2 separate regions of the Zea mays genome follow, and region 2 is linked to region 1. The links are chromatin contacts, called in public Hi-C maps. All regions are on one chromosome and are shown on one strand. The core of a region is the stretch at or near the end of the contact, and the rest is flanking DNA. Distances in the headings are between cores, read along the strand shown.

Region 1 (6,492 bases), core at 1,568-4,067:
ACCGCTAACCTAAACTAGAATGGTCTCCCTAAGGACTATAGACCTCCTCCTCTTACCTTGACCTTTGGTGTCATTTCAAAAGTTGGTCATCTTGACCAATTCTATGTTATAATACTATCAAAATACTCATCTTACAAAAATTTTATCTCACTTTGCTTTCTGTTTAATTGCTGGTCATATATTTCTACTCTCACTCTTATGCTTACCATGTCTTTTATAGATGGCCTATATTAGATGCACTGCACGTAAGTTAGTGATCCCCTTTTTGCCCTCTTGCCTTGCGGAGTGCCCACTGCATCGCACGGTGACAGGTCAGTCTAGCCACCTGAAGAGACTGCATCGTCGCCTGCACGAGCAGCAGGAGCACTGGCGCCAGGAGAAGGAGCAGCAGGACTCTTCCCCCTCTCCTCAGCAAGAGGTGGAGTCTGGGAGGCAGCCTTCCCCTGCACCTCAGCCAGAGATGCCCCCTGCACCACCATAGGCATCCCGGCTACTGGAGGAGACCCTGACAGAGACGGAGATGACGACGACGCCGGTGACAGTTCGAGCCACAACACGGAGCTCTTGGAGGAGCAGGAGCTAGAGGGATGGATCGCTAGACCCATCACTCGTGACACCGCTCGCAGGTGTCACTTCCATGACGCTCTCGACACCTTGCTTCGTCGGGCATTCGACCGACATACTTGGCCTATTGAGTATCGTTGTGTAGTCTACCAACATCATCGCGGGTTATACCCGGACCAGTGGGAGGCTACTTGCTTGGTGCGCCGTCTGGACTGTCACACCCGGGTTTCGGGGGCACCAAGACCCGGGCGCGAGCATAATCACCAAGTGTACTGGGACCAAGTCTCACACATATGATGATTCATGATACAGAAACCAATGTCACATCTTTACTATATAATAAGAGTTCTGTACACAATAAATAATTAATTACATCATATGGAGACAACGATCCAGCAACCCAAAGTTGACAGGGAGACAACGACCTAGACATCTCACGAACTCATCACAACATCCTCCATGCGCCTCATCTTGTGGTACTTGTTCTTGACCTGTGGGGGTGCGAGACAGCATGGGTGAGCTCACATACGTTCATCGCTCAACAAGTTGTGAGGAATAATGTGCATGAACTCACCAAAGGTGGGAGCTCATGTTAAGTGTAAGGCTTACCAAAGAGGATGGTTAAAGCTGAGCATTGCTTTTAAAGTTGGTCAAAATTTTATTAGCAATTACTAAGTATAAGTAGATACCAACCCAAATAAGTAGTAGATCAAAATTGATTACAACACCCACAATGCAATGCATATGACAAATTAAGTTTAGTTCCATAAATTACTCATGTGAGGGTCTGAGCCGCTCATGACCGTGAGCACGACTGATATACCAGTTTTACACTCTGTAGAGGTTGTGCATCTTTACCCACAAGTCATGTTACCCATCTTCCAAGGGGTCATGAATCTCATACACCTCTACCAAGGAGGTGAGGCAGGGTAACACTACGAGGCCTTTACAAAGTTCCACTAGCTTCAGAAAACCCACTACATTTTCTAGGAAGCTCTGATGCAGGGATCCCTCGCCTGACAACCATCGCAGCAAAATCAACCCAAGGACCTCCCTACACTGACCACTCCCCTACGGCCTTGTCCCTTTCGGGTAAGGTAGTCATCCACTAGCTTTGCTAATTAGTCAGCCAAGGGCGTCCCATACCACCCTTGTGGTAGCATTGTTTTCCCGAGTGGTTCTCCATGTTCCAATTAACAATATGATCTTATCGTGAACAATAATTAAACAACAACATAATTGGAACATGGTCATAATGAAACATTAGTCCCAAAACCAGGTAGAGCAATAGCAAATCTACCCAATAATTCATCTGTTTGCAAGGTGGGGAATAAACAATGCTAGGGAAACCTATTAGGTCCCATCAAATTAACCTGAGCATGTCACAACGATTAATAGCGAACATTATTAGGTAATAAGGAGTGATCAAGGGGACAACTTGCCTGAGACTCAAGATTCCCAGGTACCAGGATGATCTTTATATTCTCAGGACCTCACTACTAATCGTAGCAATACAAACAAACATGGTATAGGTAAAATTAACATCATACCAAACATAAGAACAAACTGCATAATAATAATCTACACGTTGTAACGAGATCGTGGGTTCGAGAAGCACTAAAATCGGGGTTATGGTTATAAGGATATGGTTTATGTGATTAAGTATTTATCCAATATCATAAATTTTTTATTATACAACATATGAGCAAATATGCTATAAATAACTAACTCAACTTTAATCTAAATTATAACTTGATTAGGGATTTCCTTTTAATCAGATCATAATTATAGAGAGATTAACCTAGATTATTAGAGTTAATCTACTGAGTATAGATTGAACATTTATCTAATTATAAATATATAGAGTATGGTACATATGATGTTGCTACGGCGTAGAAAATATTTTTATGAAGCTAACGCAACTGGAATGGATCAAATCGGAGTTAAAACAAAGGAGATACAAATTTCCCAAGTTTTTAAGGAATTATTTATATGTTAAAAGTATTTTCTATACCCTTTTTAGAAATTTCTGAGATTTATGGACTGCGGGTACTAATCTCTAAAAGCTCGGGATGCGCTCTGTAAATTCCAGGACTGATCTATTAAGGTCTTTGAACTTGCATGGACCGCAGGTTTATTACCTACAATGACAGGGGCCCTTTAGCAAAAGACAACGACCGAAGGGGTATGGGTGGATCTGCACCGTTGGATGCAATATCGATGGCGCATATTAGATTCATCCACGCGCGAACCAGTACGCAAACGTGGGCCACAGGATTACGGGTCGACGGTCACGAACCCATCTATGTTCCACACCGTCCGATAGTCGATTCACGTCGCAAATTTAATACCCCAAACGGGTACCCACTTGTCAAATCACAGTCGTTCCTAGCCCAATCAACGGCTATGGTGAGCTCTCCTCAACATCCCACCACAGTCGTCCGTTTCCAGATCGACGCTCCAACCCTTTCTTCATCCTCCCGAGCATAGGCCGACCGGCGCAGGCACAGCCACCGCGGTGGCGCCATTACTAGCGCATAAGGTCCATGTGATCCCGCCCCCAGTCCCCATTTCTACCGTCTCTACACGACGCAGAGGTAAAATCAAAAGGCTAAAAGGGTTTCTCACCAGCGGGGGAGACCTCGGGGAGGCTGGCCACGACGCCTGGTGGGTCGGCGTTGTCTGCCAACACCGGCGAGAAATCTCGACGATTCCAGTCGATTTTAGACCACAACGGCACCACGCACGCAATCTATATGTCCCGACGAAGCCCCCGACCACAATTGAAGTTCTGGCACTAGCGTAAACGGGAAAACAACTCACAGCGGATTCTGTACAAGCTCCAATCCCCCAGGCAATGGCGTTCTGATAGCTGGCGAGGTTGCAGATTTGGAGGAATAGGGGCGATGGCCTCAGTATTTATCCTCCGGCCAAGAACTCGCCGAGGTGGGGGTGGAGGTCTTCGGCGGTCCATTACAACGGCCTGCCGAACCACGCGGAGAAGGTAGTCCTGTGCAACCGGGCCCACCCACCAGGGAGCACGGGGGAGGCTCAGTTAAATACACCAGGACGGAGCCCAGCACAGGGGGTGGCCGGCGCGCGTTGTCGCAACAACCCGAGACATCCGTGAGTCCGTTGAGGAGAGGTAGGTGATGCTCCTGCGCAGTTGGCCCCAGCAGGCAGCGTTTAGTGAAGCAAAGCTGGCGCGCGACGGGGAAGGACGTGGCTGACGGTGCGGGCCCAACATGTCAGTGAGCGGGAGCGAGTGAGTAGTTGGCCTATGCGACGTGGATGAAGTGGGCCGGTAGGAGATTGGCCCAGAGCGGTTATGGGTTTTATCTTTTTCTTTTCTTCCTTTTTATTCTCTTTTCAAATTCCAAACTCGTGTATTCAAACTTAAATTTTAAGCTCCTGTTTAAATTTTTAGGTTTCCAAATGTTCTAATGGAAATATAAATTCTACTGTTTACAAATTTTATTCTTCTTCCCTTGTTATTTATTTATGGGAGGGATGAACGGTTTCGTAAACATTTCCTTTCTCATTTTCTATTTCATGTTTTTTATTTAACATTGGAGGTCAAGTTTATGTTTTCCATAAAATGCCTCACCACAAAATCAACAAGATATCAATCTTGCTTTATCTATTTATTGGTCACTTAACTAATTTAGTACTCTTAATTGATTATGAAGAGTGAAGGTCCTAATAATTTCCCAAAAAAAACTTCTAGAAACACTATCATAAATATTATTATTTATTCATTTTATTATTTTTTCTACCAAATTTTAGGTCTTACACAGACGATGATCTTCGGAGTGCAGAGGCCTTCTCAGAGCACTATTCTATCACTAAGAGGGATATTGCCGAGGCAGCCATGCAAAATGCTACACGGCGTGCGCTTTCGCAGTACTGCTTGTTGTTCAGCAGGGTAGCTGACAGCCTCGACCTGATGTACTACCCTCGCCGTTCAACCGACAGTGCTCGAGGTGTGATGTCTCGCCCGTTGGTGAGGGCAATCCTAGGCTGAACAACATGGTCAACCTAGTCGTTGTGCTCAACACTGAGCTGGACCACACCCTTGACGAGTTGGGCAAGGTTCGAGCGGAGGTCGCGGAATTGCATGCTGAGCGCGCAGCGCGCCACTATCAGGATGGTGGTTCTCCCGCTCGTGTCGGGATTCAACACCCTTACCGCTCGTCGCCCCGTGGTCGCTTTGAGTATGGCACCCCTGATTGCAGGACCCAAATAGATTTGGAGCCATAGATCGACATAGTCAGAGTTTGTAATAATGCTTAATTCAGTGCCTTAGTCTTATTCAGTCTTAGTTAGGGTTAGTTTGCTGGTCATATGTTTTGATGCTTGTCGTGATGAACTTGTAATGAAGCTGGATCTTTGTAATGATTGTCACTAAGGTGTGGGCATCCCCTGCAACTTGGTGTAGTTATTAATAAAGTCAGTTATTTAGTTGAGCAACCAATTTATTTCCACTTTCTCTTTATCTGAGAAGTTGTGTTGGCTGTGTTGAGAGTCAGTGAAAATGATCAATTGTTCAGTATTATGAAGATTTCCGTATATATTTTCTTGTGCTAAAAGACTGCAGGAGCAGCAGGCACCCCAGGAGGAGGCAGCTCAGCAGCAGTTGCCACCGCTACCCCCGATGACCATTGAGCAGATGTTCCTGATGCAAACTCAAGCAGTCCAAGCGATTGGCCAAACTTTAGCAGCAATGCAGCAGGTGCAGCAGTAGCAACCCCCACCTCAACCCCAGAAGCAAGTTCAGATGCCACCAATGCCTAGAGACAAGAGAGCGGAATTCATGAGGAGCCATCCCCCTGTCTGTGCCCATTCTGCTGTCCGCATGGACGCCAAAGATTTGCTGCGTACCGTGGAGCGTGAGTTGCACACTGCTCAGTGCAACGATCATGAGAAGGTTCTATATGGACCCCGCCTGCTAAGGGGAGCAGCACAGTCCTAGTGGGATTCTTACCTCGCCACCCATGCTGACCCTAAAGCCATCACCTGTGAGGAGTTCAGGGACAACTTCTATCGTTACCATGTGCCTGAAGGACTGATGATAGTAAGGAAGGAGGAATTTCTAGCATTGAAGCAAGGCCCCCTGTCTATCAGCGAGTACATGGACAAGTTCCTGCAGCTGTCACGCTATGCACCCGAAGATGTTAACACAGATGCTAAGAGGCAGTACCGTTTCTGAGAGGTTTGGTTGACCCCCTTCACTACCAGCTGACGAACCACACTTTCCAAACCTTCCAGCATTTGATCGACAGAGCAATAATGACTGAAAGGAAGCGTCGGGAGATGAAGGACCGAAAACGCAAGATTGGTGGATCTCAGACTAGGAGTAGCAGTCGTCCCCGCTACGCAGGCAACCCACCTCAACAGTTCAAGCAAAGTCACCAGCATCAACATCAGTGTTAGCACCAGCAGCAATATCAGAGGCAGTTCCCTCAACAGCAGTACCAGCAGTACCGTAAGAGCAACCAGCAAGGAGGAAATCGGTACCAGCGTCAGAACAACCAGGCATCTCGCCATCCTGCCCCAGCAACCAACCATAACAACCAAACAGCTCCAGCGCAAGGAGGAGGTTGTGCATGTTTCCATTATGGGGAAAAAGGCTATTGGGTGAATCATTGCCCAAAGAAGACAACTCAACAGTCGCCAGCTTTCAACACTTCAGCAAGACAAGGAGCACCGCAGCAAGCACCAGGAGGCTGTGGCCAGGCCTACAACCGTGGAAAGGTGAACCACGTGGAGGCCGAAGCAATCTAGGATGCACATGACATGGCAGTAGGTATGTTTCCAGTTGAATCCTATCGAGCAAAAGTATTATTTGATACTGGTGCCACGCATTTTTTTGTTTCTACATCATGGGTAGAAGCACATAACATCCCCGTAGAACCAATGACTCCACCT
Region 2 (6,492 bases), core at 1,369-3,868, 270 kb after region 1:
CAAGGCTTGGGTTTGGTCTCCACTAAAAGTCAATTACCCTTGGCATTTTGAAAATGTCAAACTCACCCTGGCCATATTGAAGGATGGATATTTTGAGAATGCCTTTGCAAGAACATCATCATTCACTTCATTTCCAAGATCACCGCAGAACAAACGGAAATCATCTGTAGGCGAGAGATCAAGCAATTGTGAATGAGGGTACTTGAAGTATCCTTAAAGAAACTAACTGAATTGTCATCAGGAAGACTACAAGGTAGAATCACATTATCAATGCACAAATGAATTAGTAGTGCAACTCAAAACTTGAAGTTGTGGCCACCGAGCAGGTAAGTGCTAGCAAAACAATTATAGAATAACTATTAAATACTTAAAGAAATTCATTGACCAAAACGGTGCAAAATTAACAATAGTGATTTTTTATGAAAAAGACATATATGGCACATCTTAGAAATTGTGGACATTACATAAATATTGGTAGGTGGATGGACATCATTCAAACTTAAATCAACCATTGAAGAGGGGAGGAGCAATGAAGAAAGCAGCCAAGACAACGTTCCTACAGCCAACAAACCAACAATTGACAGAACAAGTATGCCGCCATTCTTATGGCGAACTAAGTAATGGAGGGAACATAGCAGTTGGGGTGTGTGCCTGTAATGCACAAAGAAATTCAAACCCTACACATACGTTTGCATCAAACATCACAAGAAGAATATAGCATTTCATACAACAGCATAAGCATGCCCAAGATTAATAAAGGTACATGAAACAATATTCAACTACATGTGACAAATCAGGTAAACAGGAATTAGGTACTTTGAAAACGTTCAGTAATCATCTGCAAGCCCACCTAAATCACGTGTGGCAATCTGTTGGGCTCATCACATCCTTGAGCACCTTTAGAGAAAGGGAAAAAAGAGCAATTTGTTTCAGATCAAAGCATAATAGATAGAGCATTAGACCTTGCCTGTAAGACTGACATTTTCTCATGGTTGTTGTCTGCAAGGCAACGAGCAATAAGAGCTAAAATACCACAACGTTGCCATGTTAAGGACTCCATACCCACAGAATTGGAGCATTTGCAAAACATTGTGAAAAAAGATAATAGAGAATTAGATATCTTACTTTCAGGCCAATCAGCCAAGGTAGGGTCCTCCCAACTTTGCCCAGCTGCCTTTCGAGGCACTGCCTTTTTTGTTGCATCAACCTTCTTGTCTTTCTCACTATTTGCAATAGCAGCCTTAACAGTAGCTAGAGCTTCAGGAGTAATTATCTTCGAGTCCTTTTGGAACAACTGTTGGGCCTGGAAGACGAAACAATAGAAGATAAAGTCACTAAATATTTTCAGCATAAACCATATTTCAAATATACTTGCAGCATAAACATAAACAAAGGAATAAAAAAATGATACTTAGAACATGTAAGATCTTATGAAGCAATGGTATAATTCACTTATATTGAATCAAAACTTGCACTTTTAACTTGTCAAGTGTCAGCAGGGAAAATATATCACATGACAATAGCTATTTCTCTTGGAGTGGAGACAGTATGTAAAACCAATACTGCAGCCCTCATTTCATTCAGATGTGATGTGAATGGTTCTTGAAAAGAATTAGCACTAACCCCACAGGTTGCTTGTTGCATACCTAAGTTATCTTGCAGAAATAGTTTTGTAAAGGCATCATGGATCTGAATTAGGATCAGTTGTTCAGTTTCCACCGAACATTTTGCATCTAGATGAGATGTCTGAATTGGGATGGATCTTTGTCAGAATCAATCGCTATCAAAAGTAGGATAATAATATAACTAAAGTGTCAATATATTTAGTGGCATGACCATCACTAATCACACGATTTTATCATGTACTTATTATGTACTAGGTGTCTAACCAAGAGGAAAAGATAGAAGATAGGAGTATTACAATTGTGGTTTGTTAGGTTTTTTATAAAGCTATACCAGGCGGTGGTGGAAGGGTATAAGTGCTACATACCGTTGGATCTAGATCTAACGGATCAAAATGTCTGATTGTGTGCTTGCACCTGGTACGGTATATTAGTCGTGCCCTCACTTAGAATGGCCACATCAAAAGGACACAAAACTGCAGAGGGTGCTGTCCTCTCCCCAACCCGTGGAGACATCCCCATAGCTAGGCCATCGTTTAATCCACGATCACGGATCACCCTTACTTCGTTCGCCACTCAAATGAATTACCAAAAACATAGCTCTCGAAACTCTAATCGTAAGGTGCAGCTCGCGCATACCTGCTGGACTTGGGGCATGGGATAGATGGCGTTGTACACAGGCACCGCCGGCGCGGCTGCGGTCCATGCGGTGTATTGCGCGTTCTGGAGGTGGAAGGGCACGGGGAAGTAAGACGGGGCCGCTGCCGCCGGGTAGGTGAACTGCGCGGACGCAGAGGCCGGCGAAATGGACTGCGTCGACATGTGGCGGCGTCGGGGTGGTGGACCGAGAGGGGCGGAGACGCGTCTGGAATGACAGGATCGCCGGAGAACGGGGCTGGAGGACGGTGGCGTGAGCCGTGAGGTTTGAGGTGTTCACGGGTTCTGCTTCGACCGTGTGAGGCTGAGGCTGAGGCTGCGGTTGGGAGTTGGAACTCGGAAGAGGTGTTCCGCCGGGTGAGGCTTGTGCTGTGTGATCGTGCCTCGTGGTCGTGAGCGAATGGTGTGGAAAGCTCTGGAAGCGTCTGGCGCGTCGTGCGTGGGAAAGAAGAAGGCCGAGATTCGCGGGATGCGGGGACCGGGCATCTGGGCTGGCCCATTCGTCGTGTCCGTGGGCCGAAGCAGAAGTGAGTTGCGCACCCGTTGGGCCTGTGAGAAACCGCGCAGTGTCGCAGGCCGTTTCTGGACGCAAGATCCGTGCAAATCCAGGCGAAAGGTTTTTTTTCCTAGACAAAGGATCTTATTATGTGCACTGTGCATTCATTCGCAACTCGTCAACCATGGCGCGCACGCAGTCGTTGCAAGCTGTAAGGCTAACAGATCGTGTAAATGTCGAGATGACCGCATGCAGCACGGTAAATGTCGTTACAGCTGCAATTGCGATGTCTGATCACCGATCCAAATCTTATGTGTATATGCATTAGCTAGCTCATTCGCAATGGACCCCCTCCCCCACCAAAAAAAACATATATAGAGGAAGTAGTTGTACGATGTCACAAGAAAACTGCTCGATCATAGGTTCATAGCTTAGTTGACCACTTGCAGGTAGCATATGCTATGTATCTGGACGAACAAAAGATTACATTATTGCTTCGCTATAGGACCAAGTTGCGGGAAGACAGCAATAATTCCCAGACGCCGGCCGTCCACAGTGGCGCTGGCGGGGGCACCGCAGAAGATCCTTCGTCCCGTGAATACAATCCCCCACAGTGATGGTCCATGTATATATATGTGCACATATGATTGGCACTACATATTTCTCAAGTTGTCTGTTGTCATATATAACGTGTGTATTGATCCAGCAACTTGGTCACAGTGAAGTATACTTGCCTGTCTAAAAACCAATGCATGCAGCTTTTGTTTCCAAGATACATGCACTTGCTGGGATGGACAAAAATAAATAAGTATAACGTCCACTTCGTTCAATTCGGAAATATATATATAACTATATAATGGAGACAAACATTTAATCCAGACATTATTAATTGGCAGGCACTTGAGTATACACCAACGTTGTTTCCTCCTGCGCGCGGGGGGATCGATATCAATATATAATTAATAAAACACCCCTACGTACATAGATTTGGTTTACAAATTGAAGAGCGCTGATCGATGCATGCATGGGTCGATGGATCCACCTGGATATGATCCTGTCTATTGGCACGTAGCTAGACGCAAAATTAGCTAGCTAGCTAGCGCGAATCCGTGTTGCCCTAGCCGCAAAGACGACGACGGCCTACTGTTTTAATTTGTCGCCCATAAAGCCGGCTCGGATTCTAGTAGCTCGCAAAATATTTTAGTTCCCGCGCGCTGCTGCTAGCTTCTCGTCCTCGTGCATCGTCTCTACTTGCATTTGCATCCGAACAAGTGATGTGACCTCGGCATAGTAACAGCTCTGTCCTAATGGATTGCGACACAAAGAATACGTGTGCTGTGCTGCCACCACCTTCATCGCTAGCTAGCTCCTCGCGCGCGCCGCCGCCGTCGTCTCCTCGATCGGCTGCCACGAACAGCAATCGTACACGCATGTCGTTGCTTCATGGCCCTGGCTGATGGCATATCGGCATCGGTGACACGCACACACCTATAGCTAGTAGCTCGACGTCGACCGGGCCCCGCCGGCTGGGTCACGCGCGCGCATCTATCCGGCTAGCTGCACGCACGCACGGGCATGCATGGACACACGGCGGAGAAGGAACTTCCTGGATTATATTCACAAGAAGCGAACAATGTAGCTTGCTGCCACAACAACAAATAATCGTCCATGCCCATCCGTCACACACTTTCGTCGATCGGCAGCCGATCGATCGACATGGTAGCCTAGCTAGCACGCACGCAGAAGTCGGCATGCACGGTGGTTTTTGCACAGTTGCTTCTGTATAGTAGCTACCTAGAGCTAGCCCACCACTTTTTAGTGACAGTGCGCGCGTGAGCTGCTACTATATACACATATTTAATGCCCGTCTGGCCATGCATGCCGTATCCAGATTCCAGATGCAGAAACAGCACCGAGGAGCTAGCCAAACAGGGCGCAAGCCACACAGGCAGGAGTTGGGGACCAGCAGCAGGTCGGCGGCGAGAGGCTTGATCGATCGATGCGCAAATCGTGGCTCGTGGGCTGTAGCCTGTAGCAGAAGCAGACCACAGATCGAGCATGGAAACCTGTTGATGCATGGGTAGACGATCGCCATACGTGCACATTGGAGAATATTTGTTGGCGAGATGGGAGGCCACCATCATCGGCTGCGGCATCTGCGGTCGACCACACAACCGTGACCTGATGAGACCGTTCAACCGGCAGCATCACTGTGCCAGTCTTGCGTTTGCAGAGTCGCTGATTATTAGGGCACGTTTGTGTTTGCTGATTAATTAATTTCTGCCGGTCAGAAGCTGGAATAAACAACTTTAACTGTTGACCCGATTTTTTAAAAAACTAAAGGCTAATGGCTTCTAACTTTCTGAGGGAGTTAACTAGAGATGAAAAATATATATTCTGGCTTTTGGCAAATAATAAAAGCGAACGGTACTGTTGACGCTTTTTTGGAGCGCCAAACACTCAACAAGAACCGTGGCGGTGCCCTCTGCACAGGGGCGGACGGTCCGCGCGCAGGGGCCGGACGGTCCGCGGCCTGGTGCGAGGCGCGGTGGTGTTCTCTGCGCAAGGGCGGACTGTCCGCGGCCTGGGGCCGGACGGTCCGCGGCCTGGTGCGCGGCTGGGACTTCTGCCTGACGGCCGGACGGTCCGCGCCCTGGGGCCGGACGGTCCGCACGTACGCAGGGACGGCGGAAGATCGCCGACGGCGCCTGGATCTCACTCCCGGGAGGGACCCCGTCGGGGAGTAGAGATCCTAGGTGGTGTCTAGGCTCGGGCAGGCCGACCTAGACTCCTCTAATCGACGTAGAGTCGAGGAGAGGCGGAGAATTTGGGGATTGAGAGGCTAAACCTAAACTAGACTAGAACTACTCCTAGGATAAAATGCGAATAAAAGTTGTATTGATTCGATTGTTGATGATTACAAATCGGCCGTATACCTCTCTATTTATAGAGGAGGGGGGCTGGACCCTTTACAAACTAATTTCCGAGCTTATCCCATGTTTTTTAGCTAACAACCGTAGCACAAAACTCGGAACCCTAATTTGTTCTGCGCACGCGCGGACCGTCTGGCCCACAAGCGCGGACCGTCCGGACCGCGGACCGTCCGGCCTCAGGGCCGGACCGTCCGCGCGCTCAAATTGGTGCTCAACATATGCCCCCTGCCTTTTGGTGGAGCTGAGCGAACCAAAAGTAACTAACTCGATGTTATCACATCGGTTTTCTTAGGCATCTTGCCACTTACTAGGATGGTACGCAGTGGTCTTGGTCTCGGACGTGACCCCTTTAGCTTTGATCGACCTGTCGGTCCCAACACCGTCGGGCATCATACTGATCCTGACCAATCCGTCACCTAGCTTTTCCTAATTTTCCAAGTGTTCTGGCGTAGCTTCGTGGTCGACCAGGTCTTCTCCTTACAGGTCATCTTCCTCCATGGGTGTCGGCACGTCGTTGCAGGTGTCATGGTTTATTGCGGATGAGTCGGCCTCAGGGGTCGGACGGTCCGCGCCCTGTACGGTTGGTCCGGTCTTTATAGCCGAACTGTCTGCTATACCTGCAAAGAGCTGCACAGTTGCTGTTTTATTTTCTGTCTTTATGGCCGTTTGATTTTCCTCAACGGCCTTTGGTCTCCATCTCTTTTGTGGTGGCGGATACTGCGGATGTGTGTCATTGAATATTTTTTCCGCCTCTTTCTCCTGATTCTCCTTTGCTCTAAGGCGC

Evidence for each region. A called contact is a pair of places that touch in the nucleus more often than the background predicts.
Region 2: a Hi-C map of ear shows a contact between it and region 1, with 2.1 times the contacts expected there. The contact joins the promoter of LOC100217290 here to the enhancer-like site in region 1. A contact is called at or near these places in 2 of 25 Hi-C or Micro-C datasets (ear and endosperm).

The regions. Positions count from the first base shown.
Region 1 is chr4:147,122,719-147,129,210 of Zm-B73-REFERENCE-NAM-5.0, forward strand. No RefSeq gene overlaps it. Among protein-coding and RNA genes, the nearest start is that of LOC100281666, 80 kb to the left of the region's middle. Within about 2 kb of position 2,818, at least 17 of the 20 cell types and tissues checked have an H3K27ac peak or open chromatin away from gene starts, as enhancers often do. A contact at or near this core is called in ear and endosperm, where this site is marked.
Region 2 is chr4:147,392,119-147,398,610 of Zm-B73-REFERENCE-NAM-5.0, forward strand. LOC100217290 reads right to left here and starts at 2,619. Exons shown (of 7, transcript NM_001143640.1): 1 at 2,262-2,619; 2 at 1,126-1,303; 3 at 968-1,023; 4 at 67-164. The coding sequence starts at 2,444. The coding sequence ends at 123.